2 separate regions of the Anser cygnoides genome follow, and region 1 is linked to region 2. The links are chromatin contacts, called in public Hi-C maps. All regions are on one chromosome and are shown on one strand. Each heading gives the region's core, a stretch centred on a gene start, on an enhancer-like site or on the middle of the called end of the contact. The rest is flanking DNA. Distances are from core to core; before and after follow the strand shown. Region 1 holds the start of RALGPS2 (Ral GEF with PH domain and SH3 binding motif 2). Region 2 holds the start of FAM20B (FAM20B glycosaminoglycan xylosylkinase).

Region 1 (5,990 bases), core at 3,237-5,736, 170 kb after region 2:
GATGAATAAACTGTACAGTTCCTGTAATAAAACGTAGTAAAAATGTTCACAGTACCACTACAATAAAGCCATCCAGTACTGAGTGCTAATTCATGGGGCCAATAAAGAATACTGGTGAGAAACTAAAATTTGCACCCCACAACTCCCTTTCTAGAAACTTAAAAAAGGCATTTCAGAAGAATGCTTCCTACTGTTCAGAAAAACTGTCAAGAAGCTGCAAAAGCACATATCAGCTGTGAAATACAGGACCTTCTAATGGCTTATACTTCCCCATAGTAAAACCCAAAAGCTGCAGGAAAAAGATTTTTTTTTTTTAGCAATATGACTCAATACTATTGTATCTTTCCAGAACACAAAGCAGTATGACAAACTCAAGAATGAAATATAAAATGGCTGAAGCTTATTGGAGTATGGAAAAATAACTCCTGATGGAGCTGTGGATTGTACTGTTATAGGTAATGGAGCAGAGGTAAAAAAAGAACCCTCTGTGATGCGCTCATCTACCCCAGGAAAGATGTCTCCTCCTCTACAAGGAAAAGACGGAACAATAGGAGTTGGCCTACCTGCTTAACATGGTCTGTCTCCACACTCCATTTGTATTTGAGATCTAACTAGTCACAGTCATTGTGCCATCCCCTTTTTATTTAAAGAATAAAAGCTTACTGCACTGGTACCACTCCCAACACCAGGCTTTGTTTGGCTAATTATTCACTCAGTATACATACAAACTTCATATGACTGGGATGTTTTGGAATGAAAAATGTGACTTGTCAACCCCTGATCTCTGTAAAACTGATGCAGATCATCAGAATATGAGTCTACTGTGTCCTGTGAGGTGCTCCCAACTACTTTGCCAGAGATGGATGTGCTGCTCTTGTAGATATGAATGCAGAGTGAGGAAGGCATGCAGCTTCTATTTTGTTAATAAGTGGTTTGGTAATATGTAATTTGATGGCTTATTTTTCAGACCACAACAGTCCCACTGTCCACAAAGCTCAAAAGGAACAGTAACAAAGATCTTCTGGAAAAATCAGGAAAATAAATATCACATAAGGCAGACCAATTAATTTGCCCGCTATACACACATTCTACTGCTATACGCTGAAGAGCATACAGCACATGCTGAATTGAGCATTTTAAGAACAGAGGTGTTCAATTTTAAAAGCAGTCTTTCTTTGGCTAGAATATTAATGACATGTTTTTATAAACAGAAGTTTTGCTTTTTAATGTTATTACTGTCACGAGACACCAAACACATGCACCCGACATTGCAACTCTTCTTTTCAACTTGGCCTCAGGTTTTAAAACAGTATTCTTAAATATAAACAATAATAACCCTCCACTGAAAGCAATTTTTAAGACCTCCGGTCCATACTGTCAGCCTAAAGGGAGAGGAGGGAATTAAGAACTGAAAGAGAGAAATATTCCAGTAATAAAAGCTACAGCAGAATAGATGGCAAAGCAAGTGCTGCACTCCAACTCTTTAAAGCTGTGTGTGTCACGATCTATTCAATTGTATATCAGCACAAACTTTCTGTAGAGCTAACAGGCCCTTTGTGTCTCACAAAGTACGAGTATGTATGGGAGTATATGCCTCAAGTAGTTTCTTTTTCTTCAGTACTGAAAGCAAGGAAAAATAAATTTTGAGGAAGTGTTTTAGGATCCTTGCTTTGGAAAATTACTATCAGAAACTAAGCAAATCCATGCCAGAACACAGCCCTGAGGAGGTACAATATCCCTCGAGCAAATGGAGAAGACAAAGATGACCCTGCATGTCACTGCAGACTACCAACACCGGTACACAGACCAGCGGACACCTCAGCAGCGTGTTTGTGGAAAGTGTCGGCGATCGGTCAGGCCCTGAGCAGTCATGTGTAATAAAGCTCATCTGTTATGGGTACCTACCTGTGTGGCACAGCTAGGCACAGACAGCGTTTTCTTCTTGCTAAAAATACTTTCTTCCCCTCTCTAAAATGACAAAAGTATAACTTTGTCTGACCTATTTTTCGTCCTTATTCATTCTGTGGAAATCTTGCAAAGCTGACACCTAATTTCCAGGTGCTGTTGCTTAGCTTCCTAAATTATTAATATGAGTGTAATAATTATCCCTTTTTATCATCACATAGGACAGGAAATAGATGCAAAGACTACAATCACATCACCACCCTCCTATCTGAGGCATGTTTATGATATCAGAAGATCCCTCTACCACTATCAATCAATAAGCTGTACTACACAGATGAGTTTTATGTCATGAGCTAATCAGATGTTATACTGGTCTAGTGTAATTGTACTTGCAGAGAGCCAGGGTAGAGCACAGAAATTACAGGGAAAATATGGACCAAAATCCAAAGTGTCTGATAGGGTAGCCACCATAGCTAATTGGTCTCCTTTCTCCAGTGACAAGTGATAGGATGTGAGGAAATGGCCTCAGGGTGTGCCAGGGGAGGTGCAGATTGAACATTAGGAAGAGTTTCTTCACACAGAGGGTGGACAAGCACTGGAACAGGCTGCCCAGAGCAGTGGGGGAGCCCCCATCACTGGAAGTATTTAAGAGATGTGTGGATGCGGCAATCAGGGATCTGGCTTAGTAATGGGACTCTACAGGTCAGGTTGATGGTTGGGCTTGATGATCTGGAAGGTCTTTTCCAGCCTAGGTGATTCTATGATGATTCTCTGTTTTGGTTAGTGCATTCAAGAGTGGTGCCAGGTAGAGATAGAAGTCTTCAATGAACGGGGTGCGCCATGGGTGCTGGTCCTGACACGGGTTTAGAAAGAAGGAAGGAATGAGATGAGCACAGATGTAAGACTGGTGATGGAGAGTGTCAGGGAACTACTGAGTAACAGGAAAATTTCAAGCATCTTGTAAATGTTCTGGATGATTTCAAACGAGAAAACAAGGGTTATTTCCATGCCATAGTATCTTCACAGCTATACTTGTACTAGCAAAGCTATGTCAGCAAGGTTTCCTATTAGCAACAGAACCAACAGAAAGAGCTTTTCTGCTGACTGAACTGTCCCATCTCTCAAGTCCAATGAGAGACATCCTCATCTAGCTTTTTTGGCTGAGTGGACTGAAGATTTTCTGACTCACCATTGTCCATGAGCGTCTGCCAGCTGTGAGTTACCCAGCTGGGCCCACAAAGGAAATTCTGAGAGTGTTTTCATGTTCTTTGACCAAAGCTGCTAAACGTTTTCATCATCACTTTAAATCACTCCACTGGACATTGCCTAAAGTGGGCTAGGGCGCAGTACCTTCTGCTTGCAAATGAAAGGGGCTGCAGCCTCCATGTGAAGAGCAATAACAAGCCTCAAGTGGGCAGTATGTTCTTCCATAGTCACAGCTGTTTGCAATGTAAATGTCTTTTTGTGGCCTGAACAACATGAATAGAGGTAACAAGAGCATGTGCTGGTCAACAGTAGTACATCTACACCTGTAACTTCTTCTGACACAGTTATGCCATCAGACCTTTGTAGTACCAAAGCTTGAAGCCATGGCCCCTGCTGGATTTGGCTGTATCTGCTGAAGAGGTTTTTGCTCTCAGAGCTGTGAGGCATAGAGATGTTCAGCCACCATAAATAAATCCAATAGGGATCATTAAATGGAGCTCCTCACTAGGGGAATTCACATCTCAGGAAGCTCAGCTCACTGGTGTTATAAGCTGCTTGCCCAGGGGGTGATCTGTGGCAGCCACAGGACAGAAGACCCACCAGGCTGCCTTTGCAGTGCATCAGCCACCCACGAGAGGGGCAATGAGGGCAAGTGGGGCCAGAAACCTCCTAAATTGCCATTGTACACATGGCCAGATTTCAAGAGACTAGGCTCTAGTCCGATCCAGCTGTGGGAAAAGCAGGCGTTTAGCAAAACACTGAGAAGATAAATCAGAATGAGATACGGGGAGCCTGGCTGCAGGTGGAAAACAGGGCGCTGGAGCCCAGCTAAGCGGGATGGGACAAAGACCAACTAATGAGCACCAAGTGATCTGGACAACTGCTTTCACCCTCCTGCTGCCCTGTCCATCTGCTGGGAATTTGGTTTCAAAACAAGTCCTATTTCCCTTATGTCTGATCCAAACTCCCATCTTGTGGATCTGCTGCTGTCACTCAGAATCATTTACAACAGAAAAGCTGAACTGAGAAACAAGGAAAACTTATTATTTAACACACACATTCTTCACCCTGATACATTTCTTTCAGCTCTTTTCCCTTCACTCCTTCAGGTTTGAGTTTTATGGCTGGTATACTGTAGCCATTTAAAGACAACGAAGATTTTATATGACTGCCTAACCACAAATTCATCCCAAGTCCTGGTGGTGTCTGACATTTCAGCCCAAACAACCACACGCTGTTGGAGAACCCCCACCCCAGCCCCCGTGAAGCACACTCACTGACCTCCCCTTCCAGCAGAACGAGGTCAGCGGGATAACGAGCTCTCCAGATCGATCTGTAAACAGCCTGATTCACAATTTTTCTCTACGAAAGAGGAGGAAGTTATGAAAGGAGCAGCTTGGACAAAAAGGGCTTCAGCTCCACCCAGTGGTAATGAAAAGCTTTTCAAGCCATCCCTCTGGGTACCTGCTCTGGCCTCTCTGAGCTGAGGTACTGGAGGGAGAGCTCTGCCCAACCGCTGCTACTACGGCGTGAGCTGCTACAGGCCTGAGGGGTGATCTTGCCTTGCTTGCCTGGCCCTTCAACGATTAACCTCGGGGTTAATCGTTGCTCTGATTCTCTATATCAGCCATTGCTGTCCTCTTTGGTATCCGCAAATTTTGAACGTTTCACCAACCATCTCCCAAATTGCCAGCTGGCTGGGAAAGCACCATGACCCCATGTGGGCCTCTTCTCTCACAGCAGTGATTTTAGGAGCGACTATTGCGTGAAACTGCTCTTTTCTATCATCTATGCATACATTTTTACTTTTTTTTATTTTTTTTTTCCCCTGATGAGGCACCACCTTCTGACATAACTCTTGAAACTACTTTCAGAACTGGGGATACTTTTAAGGCAGGTTTTTCTCATCTGAGTTTTCAAGAACAGAACGGCTCTCTAAAGGAACGCTACATTTCAAATGACAGGGACCTTGAGAAATTTAAAGCCAGCAGCAGCTCTGTTAGTTGGCCAATAATTAAATAGTTCACATCTGACCTAATTAATGCTCAAATACACATCAGCAACTCTCAGGCACTAGGGCATAAATTTGTGACAACGTGAAGGTCAGGCAGACACCCTCACCTCATCCACCCCCAAAAACCTCAGTACTGCCATCAGTCAGATGCATTATGCTTTTTGGCCAGCATTGAAGCATCAATTTGTGACCTTTGGGAGGAGGTTCTAGACTAGATAGACTATGTATAGTTGTCAAACTTTGAAAATCTTTATCCTATTTCTCATCACTTTTCTTGTTCTTCCTACCTGCCCCAGGTATTCTTTCTGAATCTTTTGAATGGTGCGTCTCATATTTACCATTTTATTACCCCCACGTAAGTATCATTACTGTGGTTACATTTACATTTCAAAGTATTGAGCCTGTAGCATTTGTCCGTGGGGTTTGAGATCATAATTAGACGCAGTGCCTAATTTTCAGCTAAATAGCTCAAAACGTATGCAAAGTCAAAAATATATTTTAAACCAATGTGCTGTATGTAAGCAAAATTGTCCTTTCTTCCTGTCTGAAAAGCTTCTATTCACTTCATATATTCTCTCGTGCTAGTTATCTCTTACCTATGTACAGATGCCCGTACTTATTTTCATGTTAATAACATTTTCCATCACAAAACTGGTGTGATATTTTTAGCTATCAAACTATATCACATTCAGCAACAAAGGTTTGAAAATGATATATGAACAACATAAAAAAACAGCCAGCCTTTTTTCTCCCACACAAAATCTAATTTATAAAACCCGTATTTCACATGGTTTTATAGCAGCTATTTTATTTTTCAGCTCATCAGTGACTAAACCAGATAAAGCTAGTTTTATACACAGTAACA
Region 2 (6,906 bases), core at 3,347-5,846:
TAATCTACTGGAAAACAAGCACTTGTACCAATAGTGAAAGACAACAAGCCAGACGTTTATATGGTAATTAAACCAGATTATTGTTCTTCTCAGTTCTGTTTAGGCAGCCCGTATTTCTCCACACAGCAGGTCAATTTGCATACTGCAAGCATGACAATGAGAGGCACAGACGAGGAAGATGTAGCTGACCTGAGAGCCCTGTTCTAGAAATAAAGAAAAAATCTTCCCGAGAGAGCCCAAAATAATAATATTCTTAAATCTAAGAAAGGAAAGCAGATCAAGCTACAACTGTTCCCTCCGACCGTAATTTAATTTCTTTAAAACTAGTAATTCTATCATTTTGAACACTGTGGTTGTCAGGATCTGCTTTCATTCATTTTTAAAATCCACCAAAGTTTGTAAGAAGTCCCACAGAAGAACACGGTTCCTTTCAGAACAATTGCTCCTTATTATGAGAGAGGTAAACATATACGTCTTAAGAAAGCCTGACAGCCAGGGCTGGCTGACTAAAGCACTGGACAGAAACATTTCTGATCTTGGGAGCTAAAGCTGGGCACCCACTTTCCTAGGCTGCTTCTCAGGAATGCTAAGTTTCTCCAGGGGTACTTCGGGGCATGGGGAGAGGGGAGAATATAACTTGGAGCCACCGCTTAAATCAAAGGCCATTTACTTAGCCTATCCTTCGTGACAGCTCTGAAACGAATTTTGGCTGAAGGCCTCCAACTACGTAGACAGAAGTCAGCAAAAGAAATTAAATATTTGCTGTAAGACGTTTCAGTAATTCCCGTAACTGAATAACCAGTCCTCAGCAAACACTTCTCTCCATGTTATACAACCAGTCCTTGCGTCCCGCCTGAGCCCTGACCGCAAGCAGGTGAGCCCCATCCGACTCCTCACTGACAGCTGCCAAAGTGAGTCCTCAGCTGCTTTTCCCCAGCAAACACCGACCCCCCTGAGGTTGCTACGCAATCGATTTCACACACAAGCTGCAGAGCCTGCACGTTACCCGCGAGGTGCCAGCATTATGCTCGCTGCTGCGCATAGCGAGCCAACAAAAATCAATCCCTGCGCGAAGAAGTTTACCACGGAGGGCGAGAACTTAAGCTTTATTGTTTTAAATTCAAGATGGTTAAGAGTGACAGCACCGGGGTACTGTAAGAAAATATTGAGGCGGGTTTGAAAGAAATTAATTTCTTCTAAAAGGGCAATTTAATTTCTTTCCAAAGCAAAGTACAAGCGTTTGTCACGATGGATTGGCAAGGAGGATTATGAAAGCTCGGGAAGGATGAAGCTGGTCCTGAAACAAGGACGGAGATGGAAAGGGTGGCCACAGAAATAAATGAAATAACAACTAAGAAAAAAAAAAATTTTAAAGGGAGAAATAGGGTGAGTAGAACTCCACAGAACAAAGGACAGACGAGCCCAGGACAGTGACAAAATAAAGGAGAGTGATAAGCTCAAAGAAGACCCAGAAAGGAAATAGTCTCAGAAATGGAGAGGGGTGAGAGGACAAGGCAAGGATCCCCCCCTTTAAAAAAAAAAAAAAAAAAAAAAAAAGGAGCGAAGGGGCCAAGCAGCCAGTCAGTTCCACATCATGGCCACAGGAGCAGGGGGCGTATTAAACGATGCTAGATGTTCTTTAAACAAAAAGGCACCAGAGAAGGAAAAGCCAAACAAAGCTCCCAGAAGCCAAACAACTTTTAAGCCTCCAGCCAGAGCGAACAACCCAACGGCGTAACCCCAATACCTACAGCCCCAGAACCCACGCCCTTCGCCCCCTATAGGGCAGCCACACTGATCTCTTACCAAGCTCAGGTTAACTCTAACAGTGGCGGGGTTTCAGTACTTTTTTGTTTTGAGCTTCTGCTTAGCGCTATCTCCAGCTACCATCATTGAACAGAAAACAGAATCCAAAGAGTTCATTGCTTTATCACCCAAACTCTACCTCCATGTCACAGAAGTACAGGAAAAAAACCGCCTCCCTCTCTGCCATCTTACCATACTTCTGATCTGCTAGGAAAATAGAACAGAAATAAACAACCATGCCAGCTTTTCCATAGCGTAGTCAACTGCCAGGTTTGCCCCCAAAAAGTTCTTTGATTTTCACTATCTTGTCGGGCTATTTCCTCATCAGTTTTGTCTCTCATTACAGCCAGGTCTGTATTCTAAGCAAGTAACACATCTCCCCAGTCCATACCCAAACACCAGCATCTTCTAAATATCACGGTGGGGCCACTGTGCACACGAGCACCTGAACGAAAGCACACCCACTGGCGCTGGGTACCAACAGCATAGCGCTTCACTCCCAGGTCAAAAAGCAGCATGAAACTTGCCTGCTACAAACAGCAGCAAAACCTGTTACTGTCAGCAGCCCACAAAGTTAGCAGAGGACCATCTGAGCTGCCATCTCAAAACCACTTGTGTGCAATACAAAAAGATTTTGTTGTGCTCCAAGTGACAGAAAAGGTCTGAGTAGGGGCAAGAGTTTGCTCTCTGTCAGCGCTAGGACACAAGAAATCATAGTTCAGGCAATGACAATCTGATATAAATATGGTTAAGCATGCTCTAATTTTTATTTATACTCATGTTTTTGCTTCCTAAACACACCTACGGCCTTTAGGATCTCCTAGGAAAAGGTCTTCAAAAGTTCTCCAATATATCTCAGAAAATGCCTTGAAGAAACAGCGCATAGAGCAGTGACATTTTCCTCTTCCTAAAGCGTACTTCAGCCTCAGCAGATCGATCAGTCTTCCTATCCTTCCCTCTCTGGCCAGCTCCTTCGCAGCTCCTGCTTTCTCTCCCTGCATAAGCCTCAATATTTCAGTCTTTACAGCCAGGTTCCCACAGAGCTTTGCGTAGATTCATCAGACTCATTCTGTCACTTCCACTCTCTGTATGCTGCTTTGTGGACTAGTTTAGTAACCCAGTACACAAGGCTTCGTGTGTATTTGCCTGTCTGCTTTTTCTGTTAAAACCCACACTATCTATAGAAAAAATCTTAGTGACAGTCTATGCTTGAACTTCCCATGCACAACTGCATCTCTGCTTGACCATGAGAGTATAGATAAAGATCACAAGCACTTTAACCACCATGTTATCCACGCCTGTAGCTGTGAACGCCAGTAACTGCCTGAGATATTCCCATACTGAGAGAAACAAACTCATTTTGTTCACCTGTCTGTCTACCTCGCTCCCATTACATTCCTTAGTGACTTTAGAACCCATCACCTAAATTTCTGCCACATCTGTCAGAGGATTACCTCCGTGAGCTTTACGGAAATACCCAACCAGGTAGAGGACAAAAAACTCAAGGAGCCGAGGGCAACCCAGGGCATCCCCTCGAGCTGCCCAGCAGCTGGCCGGCCACTTGGCAAACTCCGCCACGGGACGGAGCTGGCTGTGCAATGAGGAGGGGGCAGCCGGGGACACGGGGAGCAGTCCTGGGGAGAGGGGGGCAACATAGGGGGCTGGGGGCAGGTGGAAGGCAGGCACGAATGGCTGTGGTAGGATGCGGCCAGCAAGGCCACAGGAAACCGGGCTTCATTAATTCTCCTCACAGAAAAACTTTCCTTCAAGCGCGGTTTCCTATGGAAACAAAGTTTATATAATCGCACTTTTCACTGGGAAGCTTTTGGAACCGTCGACTGATTTGAGACGTCTCTGGGAGAACAGCAGCCGTTTTTACGTGCTCGTTGGAGCCCGGCGGCTGGGCGCAGCGGGGGAAGGCTGCCGCACTACCTCAACAGTTGTCTGCCCGCCTGGGCCAGCAGCGTGCGCGCAGCTGGCGGGGCACGGGGCCGGGAGCGCCGCAGGGATGGCGAGGGGCAGGGGCTGAGGTCACCGCGACGGAGGGTGCGGGGACCCGGTCAGCCCGTCGGTTTTACCGTCAGGGCACAACTGCCCCTCGCCCGGATCCCGGGCACTGGGGTCCCACCTGGGCGCGTTAAGGAGGCAAGCGGCGGTGCTGCAGGGAGCCTCGTCCAGCCTGGAAGCGCTGGGGAAACGCAGCGGTCCCCATCCTCAGCTGGACGTCCTGACGCTCGCTGCAGCCCCGTGTCAGGCAGGCGCCGGAAAGGCGCCCGGGGGCTGCGCGCCCCGGTCACGTTGAGCGACACAGCCCGGTTCCGCCCCACAGACGGCGGGCAGCGGAGGAGCACCGGTGAAGGGGCGGCGCTGCTGCCGGAACCGAGCCGCCGGCGTGGGGGACCGAGGGGCAGCGCAGCCTCCCGAGGCTCCGGGCGAGCCCTCGGGGCACGAGAGGCGCCCTGCCCTGCTCCCTTGCCCGGAGGGGAACGAGGCGGGGCAGCGGCACCGGGCCTGCACCGAGCCTCCGGTGGGGCCGTCCGCGGGGGGCGCGCTGCGAGGGCCCCAACGGCCGTAACGGCCCTAACCCCCCCCGCCCCGGGGCAGGGCCGTGCCCGCCCCCAGGTGCCGCCGAGCCCCTCAGGCCCCGGCCGCTCCCCGCCACCCCCTCCCCGCCCCTCCCCAGCCCCGGCCGCACTCACCCCGCCCGACGGCCCCGCTCCATGCCCAGCGCCGCCACCGCCGCCACCGCGGCCCCCCCCCCGCCGGCCCCCCAACATGGTGCCGCCCGCCGGCCCGGCCCCGCCCCGCCGCCAATGGGCGGCCGCCCCGCCTCCCCCGCGCGGCTCGCTGCCCAATCGGCCGCCCGCCGTCGCTTGGGCGAGGGGACGCGGCGCGCCCGCTCATAGGCCGGCGGCGGGCGGCCCGCTCCGCCCTCCGCCAATGGCAGCGGCCGAGGGAGCGCCCACCTGCGGCCGGCCGAGGGGAGGGGGGGTGAGGAAGGGGAAAGGGGATTAACCCTGTCGTGCCCGGAGCCCCCCGAGCCCCCCAGGATGCCCTATAGGGGCAGGGGTCGGGGTGTATGACGGACACCCCACAGCACGGAACAGGGTTATAGAGCGTTATGTTATGTTATATAACAGTGGTGTAGTCCTACAATATCCCTCTTTTAAAGTTCACCCACAGCACTACCTCACCTACAGCCTGTAACACACAGCCCCCTGCGAACATCAGGCCGTGACACACACACACTGGGAGCCCAAGTGCCTGAGGTGGAAAATAAATGTATTTCTTCACAGGACTCCCCCTCCCCGCCTCTATGTTTAAGCTAAGGAATTTAAACCTTTTTTTTTTTTTTTTTTTAAATACAAAACTAAAAAAAAACAAACAAAAAACAACTCTTGAACACCTTTGAAAAACCACGGAGCCAATTTATGGCTTCCTGCCCTGAGCTTCCGAGCACCCCCAGCACCCATCTCCACAGACACCCCACACGGGGCACTGTTCTCGAGGGAAAGGTGCACGTATACACGTACACACAGGAGCAGTTCCATTGTTACAGGCTGCAGCCCTGCTAACTCCTCAGCAAATTAAAATTTTAAGCCCCACTACAATTACGGCTTTCATTATTAATTAGCACATCAATATTTCAGCGTCGAGCGCTTGGCTACAGCTATAGAAACATTAAAGTCTGAAGTGGCCAAGTGGTTGGGTTCGGGATAAGCCGAGGAGCTGGGGATGGCGGCTGACGGGGGACCAGGAGGCGACAGCATTGTGACAGGCCACCATCTTGTGAAGCTGGAGGCAGAAGAGCTCCGTTACCCTTTGCTATGGAGGCAGCAGACTCCAGGAAGACCAAGAGCTGACAGAACCAGGGCTACCAACAAAATCTGAACAGGTCACGGCAGCAAGGACCATCTGGGGCTGGGGAACGAGGCCCGACTGGGGAAGAGCAGGTCAAGGATGGCCTCCAAAGCTGGGGCTGGTGTGGGAAAGAGGCCAGAGAGGCTGTTAAATAATTCCATCTGATCCAGGAAAATCTCTGCATGCTCGGAAGAGAAAGCTTTAAATCAACATACACACTGTCACCAGATGCTGCACAGATCTTCCTGTTCAAAGAGGTGTGTGATCCTGGCAACAGACTGAAATCAGGTTTATAAAGTACAAATGAAATTCCTGAGTCGAGAACACCACTTAGACCCAGCAAAGTGCATTGAGTGTCGCTTTGCAGAAGGTATCTATATAAAATAAAACCACGAGGCAATGGAAAAAATAAGCTGAAGTCACAGAAACAATTTCAGACAGGGTGACACTAAAGTCAAGTACCAAGCACAAGCCCTCAAATAGAAACTCTCAAATTAAATAGGTGCTACCCCCCTCTACTTCTCTCATACAAGACAATGGTGAGAAGAACAGGTATCAACATCTGAAGAGGAATTTTTGGATTCTGTGAACTGGGAGTGGTAGAAGAACCTGAGATAGCAGGGACACCTTAACACTTGAGAGCAGCAAAGGCAAAGCAGAGCCTGGAGGAGCACAGGACAGGCGGGTTCCGGGGCACTTACACGCACAGGGTCTTCCCCATCTCTCCATGGGCTGGATCCCATCACATCAGTATGGTGTTATGGCAACCTGTGGGCCACTGTCCCCATGCCCTCCTTGGGGTGCTCTCTTCAGGCAAAAGGAAAGGCTACGAGGTCACTGTTCAGAGGAAAGAAGCCACAACAAAGCCTTCACAGGGACTAGAAAGTGGTAAAGGTGGCCCTCAGCATAAAGTCAAAAAAGGTCTGATCCTCAGTGCTAGGGTCAGATGGGTGGGACCTGGGCTTTGGACATGTAATGCATGCAGAAGTCTCCTTGATAACCAGGTCTCTGCAGCAAACTCCGGATTTGTGCTTTTCTTCCCAACTGCATGTGGCCTGCTCACCCTGCCCTCACATTGACCACTGCAGATTTAAAAAGAAGAGAGATTAGCGTAGCACACACCAGAGCTTTAACCTTCAGCTAATCCACACAGCACTTGCAGGGCAGAAGTAAAGCAGGTTTGCTGGCATCAAAGGAGCAGACAGGCCAGGCAGGGCTGGCCTCTCTCCTGGACCTTCC

Evidence for each region. Hi-C and Micro-C count contacts between places; a contact is called where the count stands out from the background.
Region 1: a contact with region 2 is called in a Hi-C map of granulosa cells, with 2.4 times the contacts expected there. The contact joins the promoter of RALGPS2 here to the promoter of FAM20B in region 2. A contact is called at or near these places in 3 of 7 Hi-C or Micro-C datasets (granulosa cells and liver).

What each region holds. Positions count from the first base shown.
Region 1 is chr8:12,736,340-12,742,329 of Taihu_goose_T2T_genome, forward strand. It overlaps RALGPS2 (Ral GEF with PH domain and SH3 binding motif 2), which reads right to left and starts at 4,487. Exons shown (of 21, transcript XM_048073382.2): 1 at 4,393-4,487. LOC106042517 (a long non-coding RNA gene) reads left to right here. Exons shown (of 4, transcript XR_001211164.3): 4 at 350-484.
Region 2 is chr8:12,564,002-12,570,907 of Taihu_goose_T2T_genome, forward strand. It overlaps FAM20B (FAM20B glycosaminoglycan xylosylkinase), which reads right to left and starts at 4,597. Exons shown (of 8, transcript XM_067001893.1): 1 at 4,506-4,597.